Regions from separate parts of the Mus musculus genome. Here all the other regions are linked to region 5. The links are chromatin contacts, called in public ChIA-PET and promoter capture Hi-C maps. All regions are on one chromosome and are shown on one strand. The core of a region is the stretch at or near the end of the contact, and the rest is flanking DNA. Distances in the headings are between cores, read along the strand shown.

Region 1 (2,700 bases), core at 96-2,595, 570 kb after region 5:
GGGCAACAAGCATTTTAACTACCACCATCTCGTCAGCCCTTAAATTCTAAATGTTGAAAGCAAAACTGACTCCCTAGACACTACCAGAGTTGACACCCCTAATTATTTCCATTTCATTCATAACAATCTCCAAGGAGACAATCCTAGTCCACTCTGAGGCCTATCCAGCCTCTGTGGTGAAACCTCTGCCTTCCTATAGACAGCATCTACTCATATGGAACATCTTGTACTCAAGAAAGACTTTTCATGGAGCCAGAGAGATGGCTCAGAGGTTAAGAGTGCTTGTCACTCTTCCAGAGAATCCAAGCAAACATCCAGGTGGCCTACTATAACTCCAGCTCCAGGTACTCACACACAAAGACATAAAGACAAATGGATTTTTAAAAACTGTTAAGCCTTCCCTGACCTTCAATATATTAGCAGCATCCAACCTCACGTCACGAGAACTAGTTCTTTGCAAAATTTGCTTCCAGGTGCACTGACACGCAAGCTTAGCACAGCGTTTGGCACCCAGCAAGTGTGGAAGCATATGGTGAATGGGCAAATGCATTTCATCCTAGGGGCACAGGGAGAGCTAAACCCGTAACCGTGGGAAACCGCCCTGGCTGACCCAGTGCAGTTCGGAAACGCACATTTCCCACAAGGCAGGACCCAAGCCAAAGGGGACCGGAGGGGCAGGAGGGATGTCCCAGGCTGTCCGCTGTGGATGCCACCGGCCCGAGAGCAGTTTATTGGGAAAGCCCATGCGGTTCCCACCCGGCGCCCAGGCCTTTGAGGGAGACCAGGAGCGCTCCTCAGCCACGGGCGGGGGTTGGGGGGCGAACCCGAGTCTGGGGTCTCGGCAGACCAGAGAAGGGCACACGCAACGTTACTGTAAGTTTCCCTGGGGCTGAGGCGAGAAGTCCGCGTGTCAGGTCCGTGACAGAAAGTAGGGTGAACAGGAGACGTGCAGTCGCGAGAACCCAGGCGGGCGGCGAAGGGAAGTCGGGGGATGTTACCTGCAACATCCCGGTTGTCCATCTTGAGACTCATCCAATCCCACAATGCTCCGGCGCCACCTGAGAAGAGGGAGGCTCTGTTATAGTGCGCTTGGTCTGATGGTAAATGTAGTCCTTCTCCGACAATCTCGTCCAACCCCCTTCTAGGACACCGGGCGTCTTCTCCACAGAAACGCCGGCGTCAGTTCACGAACGTGTATTACTCTCAGTTACGATGATGCAGAGGTATCATCCTCTCCTCAGAGTCTTCCTCAGTCGGAGCCACTTCGAACACACACCATAAGACCCAGAAGTCCTTGCGTAGCAGTTCTCGCGAGAATTGCGGGTCGCCAGGCCCCGCCCCTCAAGGTGCTTCCGCCTCTCTGTGGAGGCGGCTTGTTGTTGTGCGGGCCAAGATGGCGGCACAGGCGGCGGCTGCGGCGCAGGCGGCGGCTGCAGCTCAGGCTGCCGCCGCACAGGCCGCACAGGCCGAGGCAGCCGAGTCGTGGTATCTGGCTCTCCTGGGTTTCGCCGAGCACTTCCGAACATCTAGCCCGCCCAAGATCCGCTTGTGCGTTCATTGCCTGCAGGCCGTGTTCCCCTTCAAGCCGCCTCAGCGGATCGAGGCCCGGACGCACCTGCAGCTCGGCTCGGTGCTTTACCACCACACGAAGAACAGCGAGCAGGCGCGCAGCCACCTGGAGAAGGCGGTGAGTGTGCGGGCCAGGCGGGCGGGCCGCGGGTACCGGGGACTCGATCCTCTCCGCCTCGTCGGGCTTGGGACTTCCGAAGGCCTCGCCCTCACCTGCGGTGACAGACGCGGCTCCGCCACGCCCTCTCACCCGGGAACCGGGAAAGTTGTCCCTCTTCAGCTACTTGGTGCTTGCATCGGGGACCCTCCTAGTCGGGTGGCCGCGGGAACAGGACCCAGAGCGTCAGCCTAGAAGCACCTACCTAAGGAAGAGATGCGAGCTCCCTGACGTGTGAAAGCGAGGTCGCAGGAAATCTGAAAGTCCAGGACTTCTGACAGTCAGGTGTCTAGGTCTGGAGTCCCAGATCCTTGTGGCATGGATATTGGGGAAGGTGAGGCCTTCAGCCTCTTGTTGAACGTTGTTGCCTTGTGAGGACCTGAAGTGCAGAAAGTAGCTTCTAGAGTCACTTGCACCTCGGGGGTCTGGAGGTCAGTCTCACTGTTGGTGGCTTCTTCTCCCACCACGAAATGGTCCATCTTTGAAAGAGTCCCCACTCCGCCTCCAACTTGATTTGTGACGTCTTGGTGCTTCACAGAATTTCAAGAGGTAGCTGTCATTCAGCTTCTCAGTAAGACTTGTTTCTTCTCATGGCAACTGTGTCTCTTCCACACCTCCGCCTCTTTTTTGCCATTTTCCTATCTTTGTTTCCTTGACTATTCAGATGTTTAATGTTCTGACCTGCAGACAGTCTAGTAAATTGCCTTCAGGAGGGGATCAAAATTCTTGTTTCCCACACTGTGCATAGTTAGAGCTTCTAATCCTCACTGAACCAATAAACTTCCTTATTTCAAGAGTGAAACCGTATAGGCTTAGCTAAGTAAAGTGATTTAGCAAAGACCACACTGTGTGAAGTTTGGGTTTTTTGTTTGTTTTTGTGTTGGGGGGGGTTGTCGTGGTCTTACACGATGTAGCAAAGAATTGGTCTCAATTCCCAGCTGTCATCCTTCCTGGCCACCCAAGTACTGAGATTA
Region 2 (2,700 bases), core at 118-2,617, 710 kb after region 5:
GCTCAGTGACAAGGTTCCACCGCTAACCCCAGTTGCAAGGAAGAGCGAATTTATTGCAGGTTCCAACCTGGAACTTAGCGTGCACGGCTGGCCCACGGTTTCTCTGTAGCATGGCAACCCACCGTGCAACAGCTCATTCTGCGCAGGCGCAATGCTTCTCTCTCTTCTCTTTGCGCCCCTCCCGGGGCCTTCTCGCCAGAAATCGAGGATGCGCATGCGCTCTCCAGCAATCAGTTTGTGCAGGAGGAATCAGAACCCAACAGCAGGCCTCAGAGGGCCGCCGCCGTGGGGGAAGGGGAAGGGACAGGACGCGTGCGCAGTGGCGCGCGGCGACTTCGCGGGTTTCCCGAAGCTCGCCCTTCGCGCGTGCGCCGCCCTGGCTCTGTGCCTGGTGCGGCGGGAACAGCGAGAACCCCGGCTCCTAGCCGGAGTCCCCGGCCCGCAGCCAGCCATTGCGCGCCACCTGGCCCGCCGAGGGCCGGGCAGACGGGCTGAACTGTAGCAGCTCGGCGATCAAGGATTTGCATCGTTCCGACAGTTCGAGGCCGTCAGGGTAGAGCACGCCGCGCTTCTGGCGCCGGGGTAGGCCAGCAATGTCCGAGTCGTCGAAGGGCATGCACCCGGTGACCATGACGTAGAGCACAACGCCCAGGCTCCACACGTCGTATTTCTTAGGGTCGTAGGGGATGCCCAGGAGCACCTCAGGTGACGCATACGCGGCCGAGCCGCAGTAGGTGGTGCTCAGGTCTGGGTAGCCGTGCGCCTGGCGGCCGAAACCGAAATCCGTGATCTTGACGCGGCGCTCGTCAGGGCTTAGCAGCACGTTTTCGCACTTGAGGTCGCGGTGCACCAGGTGGTGGTCGTGCAGGTAGCGCACGGCGCCCGCGATCTGCGAGAAGAGTTCGCGCGCCTGCGACCCCGGGATGCGCCCGTTGCGCTGCACTGCCTGCAGCAGGTCGGTGGCTGCTGCCTCCATCACGATGTACAGCTTCCCATTGCACACTTCGATGAACTCGAAAACGTGTACGATGTGCGGGTGCCGTACTCCCCGCAGGATGGACAGCTCTCGAGGCAGGAACTTGTTGACGAAGTCCGGAGGCGCTCGCCGGCGGTCCACCACCTTGATGGCCACCGTCCCTTTATACTTCTTGGAGGTGGCCACTTTCACCTTGGAGTAGCTGCCCTCACCTATCGTGCGGCCCAGCTTATAGCCAAGTTCGCTCAGGAGTTTGTCGCCCGACATGGTGGCGCCCGGGGCGCGCGGGGAGCAGGAGGCGGCTGCTGTCGGGGGGCGGCCGGACTCCAATCTCGGGCCTAACCCATGGTGCTTGGCACCTGCACCCCCGTGCCCCCATGTGCCCACTCCCAAGGCCCTACAGCCGCGATGACTTTTATTGCCCGGGTAACAATTTCTGCCTTGTGAAGTGACTGCGGGCGTCACTCGGCCTTGGGGCGGGGACCCTCCCTCCCCCGCCCCGCGGGCTCCCTAAACCCTTCTTAGGCTTTGTGACTCAATCGCCCTTAATGGTCAGTTCCTCGTGAGAAGTCACTGGCGAGGAGACTGCCCACTGATGTGGAACAGGACAAGTCCCTCCCTGAAGTGATGGTGCTCAGGTGGGTGGGAACCAGCCTGTTGCCTCGAGCCTGGCTACCATGGCTCACGAAAGAAAGTAGGTGAACTCCCAAGGTTTTTAGTGCAAGAAACACGCCCGAGAGAGCTCTAGATGCAGACCACAGTTACTCCCTGCCTAGGGCCAGAGGGAGGAGGGACTGACTTCCGGATCGCAGCAAGGCTAGCGTAACGCTTCCAAATTATAGGGAACCTCCTGGGTGACGGAACTTCCGCCACACTCAAAATGGTGGTCGCGCGTTGCCTCACTTCCGCTGGTGGCCGGAAGTTGCGGGTCCTGCAAGTATGGCGGCGTCGAAGGTGAAGCAGGACATGCCCCCGCCAGGGGGCTACGGCCCCATCGACTACAAGCGGAACCTGCCCCGCCGGGGACTGTCGGGTCAGTGTCTCAGTGTCGTCCTGTTCGTCGCAGACCAGGCTTTTGTTATGCGGTTAGACGAGAGAGGGCAGCCTGCGGGCTTCAGAGTGCACAGTGTGAGCGGAGGCTGAGTTGGAATCTTGGTTTTCTAGTGCAGCATCCCGGAAGCCAGAATGTTCATGTCCCCTAGTTTCCAGCTGGCTTCCACGGGCCTGGAAACTAAGCCTGCGAGAAGCACTAACCTGGAGTTTGGAGGCTTTTGTTTTGTTTTAGGCTGGCCTCAAACTCCGTAGCAGAGACTGATCTAGAACTCCTGATCTCTTGCCTTCACTTCCGAAGGCTATGCTCATAGGTATGCACCGTTATACGTATTTTTTTTTTAATGTTTTTAAATTTTTTTTTTTTTTTTTTTTTTTTTTTTTTTTTGCAGATAGGGACTTACTATATAGCCCAGGCTGGCCTCAAACTCGTGGCGACCCTGCCTTTGCCAATGGATTGCTGGGATGACAGACAGGTCCACCCAAGGCAAGATGTGTGTTGATTGTAACATAGCATAGAAGGCTAGTCTTAAACTCTAGCCTCCCTAGTGCTGGTTCCTCTTCTGGCATTCTCTGCCCACCCCCAGCCCCCACCCCCACCGGCTTTCGTGGAGCCCAGGCCAGCCTGAAATTATGAACACCCCAACTCTATGCCTTCATAGTACCAGGATGAC
Region 3 (2,700 bases), core at 139-2,638, 540 kb after region 5:
TATCAGAGCACTCGTCAGCACCACAAACAGGGGCCTGGGGGAAAATCGAGTGCTTGGGTGAGACCTCCTGGAGGAATTATTCAGAAAGTGTCAGCAAAGGAGAATGAGACCTGACTTCTCCATCAGTGGTTTCTTGGTTAGGTTTTCTACTTGGCAAACTCCTACTCATACTTCAAGGCTTATCCATATTGCTCCCACTGGAAGCCCTCTCTGATTTCCCTATCTCTGTGTTTCATCATTAGCTAATACTCATTCCTTTGGATTTGCCAGGTCACTCATTGAGCCTCACCCTTCATGTGGTTGGACTCTGATGGGAGGGAATCTAGTATTTTCTTGAGGCTCCCAGTTTCTCTCAACTAAAGTCCAAATGTCTCCAACTGCACTTCCCTATTCTTGCTCAGTTACACCGAAGTTATACAGTCTGATAAGACAGTTCAGCTAGCTGCATAGATAACACAAGCCAGGTCTCTGGGCTTCCCTTAACACAGCTGGACAAACAAACCAAAACCCAGAGAGGGGAATCCACCTGTCTGGTGCCACACAGCCAGTTTTTGTTCAATTCTCCTAAACTACCCAGGCCCACATTTCATAAACTCCATCCTGGTTTTACTTAACCAAAATGCCAACACTAATCTTGACACTGCACAGAACTTGTGATCCTCACCCATGACGATAGTGAAACCCAGATAGATAAAGAGACCTGGGCTCCCAAAGGGCACTTGGCTCACTCAGACTCTCAGGAGACAGGTACCAGGGAGTCAGACCTATGGCTAAGGCCCTCTCTATCCCACTGTTTGAGTTAACTGAGCTTTGGAGTGAGGGGATTGCTGGACCTCCGGGGTCTATCTGAAGATAGAAGTCAGGGACAGGGTGCTCATTGCTTGTAGGGGGAGTTAACTCTAGGCCTGAGACAGAGACGATGGTACAGGGCATGCGTACCAGGGAAGTTGGGTGAGTTGGGCTTTATCTAGGAAAATACTTTGACCCTGGGTGACTTTGGAACTGGCACAGCATACATCCCTGGAATACTCGTAAATGCCACAACCCACTATGGCTCCACATCACCTTTCCCCAGAAACTTACAACTTCATCTTCCTGACAGCGCGGCTGGAGAGGGATTTCTGCTTGCAATGGCGTTCCCCCGGCCCAGCTCCCATCCTATGGGATTTTGCTACCCCTCATCCTCCCTCCAGCCCCATGGTCCTCATGGACGAAAACGCACTGTGAGAACGCCGAAACTTGATTGAGTAGGTAGGACACTGGCAGGGCGCAGAATGACATTGCCACAGTCCTGCCGGCTAGGGGCGGGATGTCCATGGCAGCGGCACCCCGACCCCGGCGAGGCCTCCAGGACGCTTGGCTCCGTGACCGCAGCGCGTCAGAGCTCTGAGTTGCCAGGAACCTGCCTGCCCCCCCCCCCCCCCCCGCGCGCAAAGGTCGCCCCGCGCAGGAGCTGGTCACCACCCTTTCCTGTGTTGAGGTTCTTGGCCAGTATGCGGAGGGGGTGGGTGGGGAGTGCCGCCCTACTATCAGGAGACTCCGCCCATAAGCTCCCTTTCTCAGTCCTTTTATCCATTGCACAGCGTCCTTTCCCAGTTTTCAGCCGTCCCACATCTGCAGCCATGCCCCCTTACCTCTACCCAGCTTATAACTCCGCCCCCATACCCTAGTCACCTGTGGGGCTGAACTGTAGAGACTTCCCTTTACCGAGTCCACAATAGTCCCTTACCTAAGACCCATTCACCTCTCCTAGCCCTACTCACAGGCATTAGCTCAAGAGTGCAGCCACGCTCTACATGGCCCCGCCCCCAGGCCCTACACTCACAACTTGTACACACTGCAGTCCAGCCCCTGGCCACACTCCCACTACTCAGCTCTGCCAACTCTAGGACCTTTTGTGTCATGCCCAACCAGATCTTGGGAGAGGGAAACATTGGGGAGATGGAAGACCAGAGGAGCAAGACTGGAGTACTCAGATTTATCATTCTTATTCTCTTGAGGACTTTGACTAGCTGGAGAGGTCTGGGGAGGATCCAGGGCAGCACAAATGGGATGAAGCTGCAAAGATTGACCATCACGGGCTCCAGCTGGGCTCTTGCAGCTATGCAGTGAGCAATACATGAGACAGCCCAGGCCTCTGCCTCTAGACAGGCCCTACCCATACTCCAGCTGTGCCCAGTCCACACCAGCCCATGCACATATCATGAAGTGTTTGGAAGCCTCTTTTTCCTCTGCCTGGGGTAAAGTCTGAATCAACTGGCTGGTCTCCAGTTACTGTGAACTCAATGAGCCTCAGTGGGACTGGAGGAGGGACAAAAGAGGTTTCTGGCAACAGCAGGAACTGGAATGCTGGACAGGTGAGCATTGGGACTTTAATACACAGCACAACACTTGTGACCACAGGATAGAGATGGATGCCAGAACATTTCATAGTCCAAGGATGGCCGATCTGAATGTAGACTTTGTGTTTCCAGAATATTCAGTAGTAGGGCCGTCTGGGGTTGTTCTGTGGAAGCCCAAAAAGATCAAAGGAGTGTTAGTGGAAAACTATAGGTCCTCCCTCCACAACGTTGCAGGCAGCAGAGCTGACATCCTGTGAGGGCTACAGCAGGGGTTTTGTCATCTCTCTCAAACTAACAGGCAGTCAGGGAGGCACGCACCAGCGGGTTGGGCCGGAATCGGTAGGCCAGCATCATCCTC
Region 4 (2,700 bases), core at 145-2,644, 630 kb after region 5:
ACAGAGTTTCTCTGTAGTCTTAGCCATAGTACAGACTGGCCACGAACTCATCCACCTACCTTGAGGCTTCATTTTCTTTATTTCATTTCCTTTTCTTTCTTTTTCTTTTTTTAAAGATTTATTTATTATATGTGAGTACACTGTAGCTGTCTTTAGACATACCAGAAGAGGGCATCTCATTACAGATAGTTGTGAGCCACCATGTGATTGCTGGGATTTGAACTCAGGACCTCCAGAAGAGCAGTTGGTGCTCTTAACCACTGAGCCATCTCTCCAACCCTTATATATATATATATTAAAAGAAACTGATGTGTCATGAGTGTTTTGCCTGCATGTGCATCTGTGTACCACATGTGTACTTGTTGCCTGAGGAGGAGAGCCTCCATGTGGGTGCTGGGAATAGAACCCAGGTCTTCCACAACAAGAAGTGCCCTTAACCACTGAGCTAACTCTTTAGCCCTGGGCTTTGTCTTCATAAGATTTCTTTATGACGTGTTTCTGTATGATGAGGACAGAAGGCATAAATACCCTAGAACCGGAGTTATGGTAGGTTGTAAGCCACCATGTGGGTGCTTGGGTCTTCTGCAAGAGCAGCCAGTACCTTTAATTGCTGAGCCATGACTCCAGATGTGTTTTTTAAATTAACATATTTTATTTATGAGCGTGTGTTTGTGTCTGAGGACAACTTGTGCGGATGGAACTCAGGTCATTATGTTTGGTGGCAAGCCTCTTTAAACCACTGAGCCATGTCGCTGTCCTGGAATAGGTTTTCTATGAACTTTGTACTTTTCCCTGTTGAAATTGTAAATTGGCTTCAGATGCTTCATAATCTCCCCAAACTTGCTTCCTTTCTGGCTATTATTGTCTCCTTGGTGTTACCAGAGAGGGTTGGGCGCAGGTTTGTTTTCTTGGGGATTCCTTCTTCTCCAGAGGCACAGGCTAGATGTGGATTACTGGAAGGAGACAGCCGTCCACCTCGTTCTCTGCAGGTGGATTGGCTTGGTGGGTAGGTTGAACTGTCTGCGGTCCGGGGGAGAGGGGTGACCGCTCAGCCGATCGCACCTTCTCACTGGAGGTCAACACCGAAGTTCCTGAGAGGAAGCTTTGCGAGGCCCCGGGCGCGTCTCAGAGTTACAAGAGGTGGCCGTGCAGGGCTCGGGCGAGGTCAGCGTGAGTCAGCCCTGGGCGCGGCCGAGCTCTGTGCACTAAGCTGGCCATGGCTGAGGGGCGCTTAGCAGCCCAAGTGGGAAACCCAGTCGCTTAGCGCAGCGTCGCCAGTCTTTGGGGCTGGGAGGGCGGTGCTTCCGGGTAGGCCCGCCCAGCCTCGCCTCCAGGGAACCACGCCCACATAAGACCACGCCCACAGGGAGCCCCTCCCTTCCCGACCCCGCCCATCCGGGTGCGGGCGGGTGGCGTCGCCTTTAAGAGCTCCCCGGTGTTTTGGGGGCCGCGGGCCGGGCGCGCTGACCTGGTGCGCATGTCCCGGGCGGTGACGCCGGCGCCGGGCTCCATGTGTGCGGCCGAGGGGCGCATTATCTGGCCGGCGGCGCGGGCGGGCGGAGCGGCGGAGCGAGCGCCGCGGGCCCGGGCGGCCCCTCAGGCGCAGCGAGCACGCGCGGCCGGCGCCCCCCGCCCCCAGCCCTGTGGACACGCGCGCTGCCCCTGGGCCCGGTCGGCGCGCGGCCGGGTAAGTTCCTAGCAAACTTGGCAAGGCGGGGCGGGGGCGCGGGAAAGTGGGAGCGCGGTCGTATTCGGTTTGCTGCGCTGCGGTTCGCTTCGCCTGCGCCGCTGGAAAGTTCCCCACCGCCCTCGCACGTGGGGCTGGGGTCCCTGGTCCCCGGAGCCGGGAAGTGGCCGAGTCGCCTCACTCCCTCCTGAGCTTTTCAGGCTGGGAGGCCGCCCCAAGGGGGGCGGCGGGCACACAGCACGTGGACGAGTGGCGTGGGGTGAGAGTCCACGGGAGGGTCGGGGGTCCGAGCCCGGCGGCGGCGTTAAATTCGGCGGCGACGGCGGCGGCGGAGGCGGCGGAGGATCCCGTGTCAGAATAAGAGTCCCTGCGCGCCCACGCCTGCAGGGCCGGTCCCCCCCCCCCCCCACCGTCCTGCTTGGGCTCGCGCCCTTCCTGCTTGACCCTGGGGAGCCATGGGACCCTTCCCCCTCTCTTGGTTCCTGTTTTCCTCATGGCCCTCCACTTTAAATTTGCCTCCGGGTGTACGATGTGGCTCCAATAATTTCTTTTTTCTTCCACCTGGAACGGGTTGGCATCAGTGACTAGACAGCAGCAGCTGGCCTTTTAAAGGGATTAATGCCAAGAATCGGAATTGATCACTTCAACAAGGAAAGGCTTCTGGGCAGGCCTCAGCCGCAGCCGGACTGCGCTCTCCGGAACCCTGAAATGAATGGGGACCCCTCATTAAGACCTGTATGGCAGAATGTTTTGTTTTTCCTTCCCGCCCCTGCAGTTTTAGCAGAGGCTGCAAGTTCTACCTACCTGACTCACTTCAGGTAGTTCACTCTTATCTTGTGGCTTTGGATTCTTTAGGACAAAGTCCTGGTGAGTCTCCTGAGCCTTACATTTTCTTGACAGCATTAACTTCTTTTTATCTTCTTGGAGTATGCAGCACTCCCACGTCCCTGTTAATGTGTGTGTCCATTCACAAAGCGATAGATACCTGTTGTGGATGTAATCTGTATACTGAG
Region 5 (2,700 bases), core at 198-2,697:
AGGCGCACCGACGGCCTTCCTGGCACCCAGCAGTCGCCAGCCCCGCGGCGGGGAGAGGAAGCTGGGGGAGGGGGTGGCGGGCCAAGCAGGAAATGGGAAAGGCCGGCGTCGGCCCAGCTGAGCCCTGGGGGAGGAGGCGGGGCGCGCCCCGGCAGCCTTTCCTGAGCGCCTGGAACCACGGCGGCTCGGCTTCCCGCCCGCCCACTAGGGTGGGGGCGGGGAGGCCCGGGCTAGGGGATCTGCCTGCACCAGGGACACCACGCGAGACTTAGCGCCGTGGTGACCTGCATGCTGTCACACTCACACAGGAAACCTGAGCTCATGACTGCGCCACCGGGTGCTGACGACCCACCTGTGCGCAATCTCCAGCAAGTCCCCACTAAACCCGTCGTGTCCAACCGGGGACACTTGCAGCGATAGCAAGCCTTAGCCTGGATGCTTCCCGACGCCCATGCGCCACGACCCCTCGTGCTCTCACGGGGCCGCGTGTTATACACGTGCGTCTGCGCTGGAGTGGGGGAAAGAAGCATGCTCTCATTCCCAGCGTGCACCCAGAGGTGGAGGCAGGAGGACCACCTGTTCAAGGAGCCTTAGTGAAGTAGAGAGCTGGAGGTCAGCCTGGGCTACAGGAGACACCGTTTTTACTCCGACTTTGAGACAGGGTCTCACTATGTATTGGCTGCTGTCCTGGAACTCGCCATATAGACCAGGCTGGCCTCGAATTCACAGAGATCCTCCTGCCTCTGTCTACCGCGTTAAGAAACACTTTCAGAAAAACAAACAAAACGTGCTTGGTCTGGGGTTCAGTCCTTACAACGCTGGCATGCATAAAAAAAAAAACAAAAAAAAAAAAACCGGGCTCTGTGCACAGCACACAGACCAGGCTAAGTGGCACACGCCTGTCGTGCAAACGCTAGGGAGGCTGAGGCAGGAGGATTAGAATTTCAGGGTTATCTGTTTTATGTGTTTGAGACAAGCCTGGCCTATATGAAACTCTCTCAAAAGGGCCCCTCACAGCCCGCAGCGCTGTATTGGCTCGCAGAGAGTGTCCTGGGAGTAGAATGTCATGGGCGCATATCCTGTGAGCCCAAGAGCCTAGTGCAGTTCCTGAGTCGAAACGGAGATATCCACAGCACCCCACCCCCACCCCCAGATCTGTACAACTGGGAGTCTTGCTCCGCAGCCGAGGTATGCTTGGAGCTCGCGGCCATCCCCCTGCCTCAGCTTCCCAATTGCACAAATAGCAACTGCTGGAGCGCGTCCCGGGCTTGAATATCTTTGGGGGGAGGTATTGAAGTCTGTACTTATTGGTGCGCAGCCTATTGGTGGGCAGTGCCGCCCCCGCGGGCTCTGCGCGTGCGCGCTCCCAGCGCGCGCGCGGGGGGGGGGCCCACCCGCGCTCCCGCCGTTGCCACTTTAAGAGCGGCGGGAGCGCGCGGTGGCGGTGGCGCGCTTCCCGGAACAGCCCGGGGAGGGCAGCGCGGCGAGAACCCACCCGCGGCCGGAGCTCCCGCGCGGACATGGCCGCGGGGATCGGGGCGCGGGCAGCGATGGCCACGCGCGCCTGACAGGTGCGGAGCATGTACGGCAAGGCGAGCAAGGGCTGCGCGCCCTCGGACGGGCAGGCGCGCGAGAAGTGAGTGCGCGGTGCGGGGCCACGCGGGACCGGGGACCATGGGGTCACGCGAGACCAGAATGGTGCGGGATTTCAGGGGGGACACAGGAGATCCCGAGGAGATCGGGGAGTGACTGGAGATCAAAATGGTGCGGGATTTCAGGGGTACACACGAGATCAAGGGGCTCATGGGGTCACGCGAGACCAGAAGGGTGTGTGATTGTGGGTGTGCGAGACCTGAGGGTCCTTTGGGGTCACAGAATACACAAAGGACAGAATATATTGAGGTACTCGAGTTCCAGGGTCTTGGTGGGGGGGTCACATGAGATAGAGGGCATGGGCATGAGCTTGAGAGCTCCAAGGGGGCTTGGGGTCTCAGAATACCTGAGGGGACAGGAAATCAATGGGTCAAACAAGAGCCAAGGGGTTGCTGGGGTCACGTGGCGGTTCATCGGGTGCAGGATCAGGGGCTCACTAGGGAGTCGGTGGTGTATGGGAGATCAGGAGTTAGGACTTGAGCGGTCACAGGATGCCCAGGGCAGGCACAGCATCTGAGGGTTGTAAGGCCTCGGGAGTTCTGGGGTCACACAAACCTGACAGGTGTGAGCTTTCGGGGTTGGCTGTGAGACCATGGCACTGGAGGACAGCTTCAGGTCTTAGGGCCGCAGAGTCCCAAGTATCCAAGCTGGAGATTTGAAACAGGACACGTGGGTTCATTGTGGCTGCAAATTTGAAGAGGTTGGGTCGGACCCTAATGCCCTGCGGGGTGTTGGGGTTTTGGAGGTTTGCGTGGAAGTTGGACTCCACTGTCGCTTGTAGGCAAAGGTGCGGATTCAAAGCCTAGAGAGGTGCAGAGCCTGACCATGGCGGTCCCGGGACACCTCCCGGAGTCCCAGGTGAGCCAGAATGGGTCTGGCTCTAGACGCCCCACATTGAAGATACAGGGTGCGCTGCCCAGGTGGACAGGCTGTGCTCTAGCTTCCAGTGAGGACACGCCTGGGCTGGCCTTCCTTTCCGAGGTGCCTGTGTGGAGAAGTAGGTGAAGCGGGAACGTTTGAAGTGTGCTGGGAGCCCAGCACTCACCT

What was found. Promoter capture Hi-C pulls out the DNA fragments that hold promoters and counts their contacts. ChIA-PET counts read pairs in DNA pulled down with a chosen protein or histone mark.
Region 1: a contact with region 5 is called in a promoter capture Hi-C map of second pharyngeal arch cranial neural crest. The contact joins the promoter of Mau2 here to the promoter of Ssbp4 in region 5. A contact is called at or near these places in 2 of 39 promoter capture datasets (cranial neural crest and second pharyngeal arch cranial neural crest) and 1 of 115 datasets of contacts at active chromatin or transcription factors (large pre-B cells).
Region 2: a contact with region 5 is called in an RNA polymerase II ChIA-PET map of memory CD8 T cells, with 63 read pairs. The contact joins the promoter of Tssk6 here to the promoter of Ssbp4 in region 5. A contact is called at or near these places in 1 of 39 promoter capture datasets (pre-B cells), 4 of 484 Hi-C or Micro-C datasets (CD4 T cells, embryonic stem cells and myocytes), 1 of 115 datasets of contacts at active chromatin or transcription factors (memory CD8 T cells) and 1 of 9 other capture datasets (liver).
Region 3: a promoter capture Hi-C map of liver shows a contact between it and region 5, with 3 times the contacts expected there. The contact joins the promoter of Tm6sf2 here to the promoter of Ssbp4 in region 5. A contact is called at or near these places in 6 of 39 promoter capture datasets (the HPC-7 cell line, cranial neural crest, frontonasal cranial neural crest and 3 more) and 1 of 115 datasets of contacts at active chromatin or transcription factors (pancreatic cancer cells).
Region 4: a promoter capture Hi-C map of pre-B cells shows a contact between it and region 5, with 3 times the contacts expected there. The contact joins the promoter of Gatad2a here to the promoter of Ssbp4 in region 5. A contact is called at or near these places in 2 of 39 promoter capture datasets (liver and pre-B cells), 5 of 484 Hi-C or Micro-C datasets (the G1E-ER4 cell line, embryonic stem cells and liver) and 4 of 115 datasets of contacts at active chromatin or transcription factors (bone marrow-derived macrophages, embryonic stem cells and stem cell-derived neural progenitor cells).

Annotation. Positions count from the first base shown.
Region 1 is chr8:70,041,379-70,044,078 of GRCm38.p6, reverse strand. It overlaps Mau2 (MAU2 sister chromatid cohesion factor), which reads left to right and starts at 1,345. Exons shown (of 19, transcript NM_001376946.1): 1 at 1,345-1,687. The coding sequence starts at 1,394. Sugp1 (SURP and G patch domain containing 1) reads right to left here and starts at 1,292. Exons shown (of 14, transcript NM_027481.3): 1 at 999-1,292. The coding sequence starts at 1,032.
Region 2 is chr8:69,900,851-69,903,550 of GRCm38.p6, reverse strand. Tssk6 (testis-specific serine kinase 6) reads right to left here and starts at 1,367. Exons shown (of 1, transcript NM_032004.2): 1 at 33-1,367. The coding sequence starts at 1,243. The coding sequence ends at 422. It overlaps Ndufa13 (NADH:ubiquinone oxidoreductase subunit A13), which reads left to right and starts at 1,531. Exons shown (of 5, transcript NM_001382215.1): 1 at 1,531-1,614; 2 at 1,819-2,009. The coding sequence starts at 1,916.
Region 3 is chr8:70,071,612-70,074,311 of GRCm38.p6, reverse strand. It overlaps Tm6sf2 (transmembrane 6 superfamily member 2), which reads right to left and starts at 1,388. Exons shown (of 10, transcript NM_001293795.1): 1 at 1,223-1,388; 2 at 1-34. The coding sequence starts at 1,317. It overlaps Sugp1 (SURP and G patch domain containing 1), which reads right to left. Exons shown (of 14, transcript NM_027481.3): 13 at 2,661-2,700; 14 at 1,965-2,506. The coding sequence ends at 2,480.
Region 4 is chr8:69,973,077-69,975,776 of GRCm38.p6, reverse strand. Gatad2a (GATA zinc finger domain containing 2A) reads left to right here and starts at 1,394. Exons shown (of 13, transcript NM_001113346.1): 1 at 1,394-1,687.
Region 5 is chr8:70,607,061-70,609,760 of GRCm38.p6, reverse strand. It overlaps Ssbp4 (single stranded DNA binding protein 4), which reads left to right and starts at 1,447. Exons shown (of 18, transcript NM_001372473.1): 1 at 1,447-1,636. The coding sequence starts at 1,581.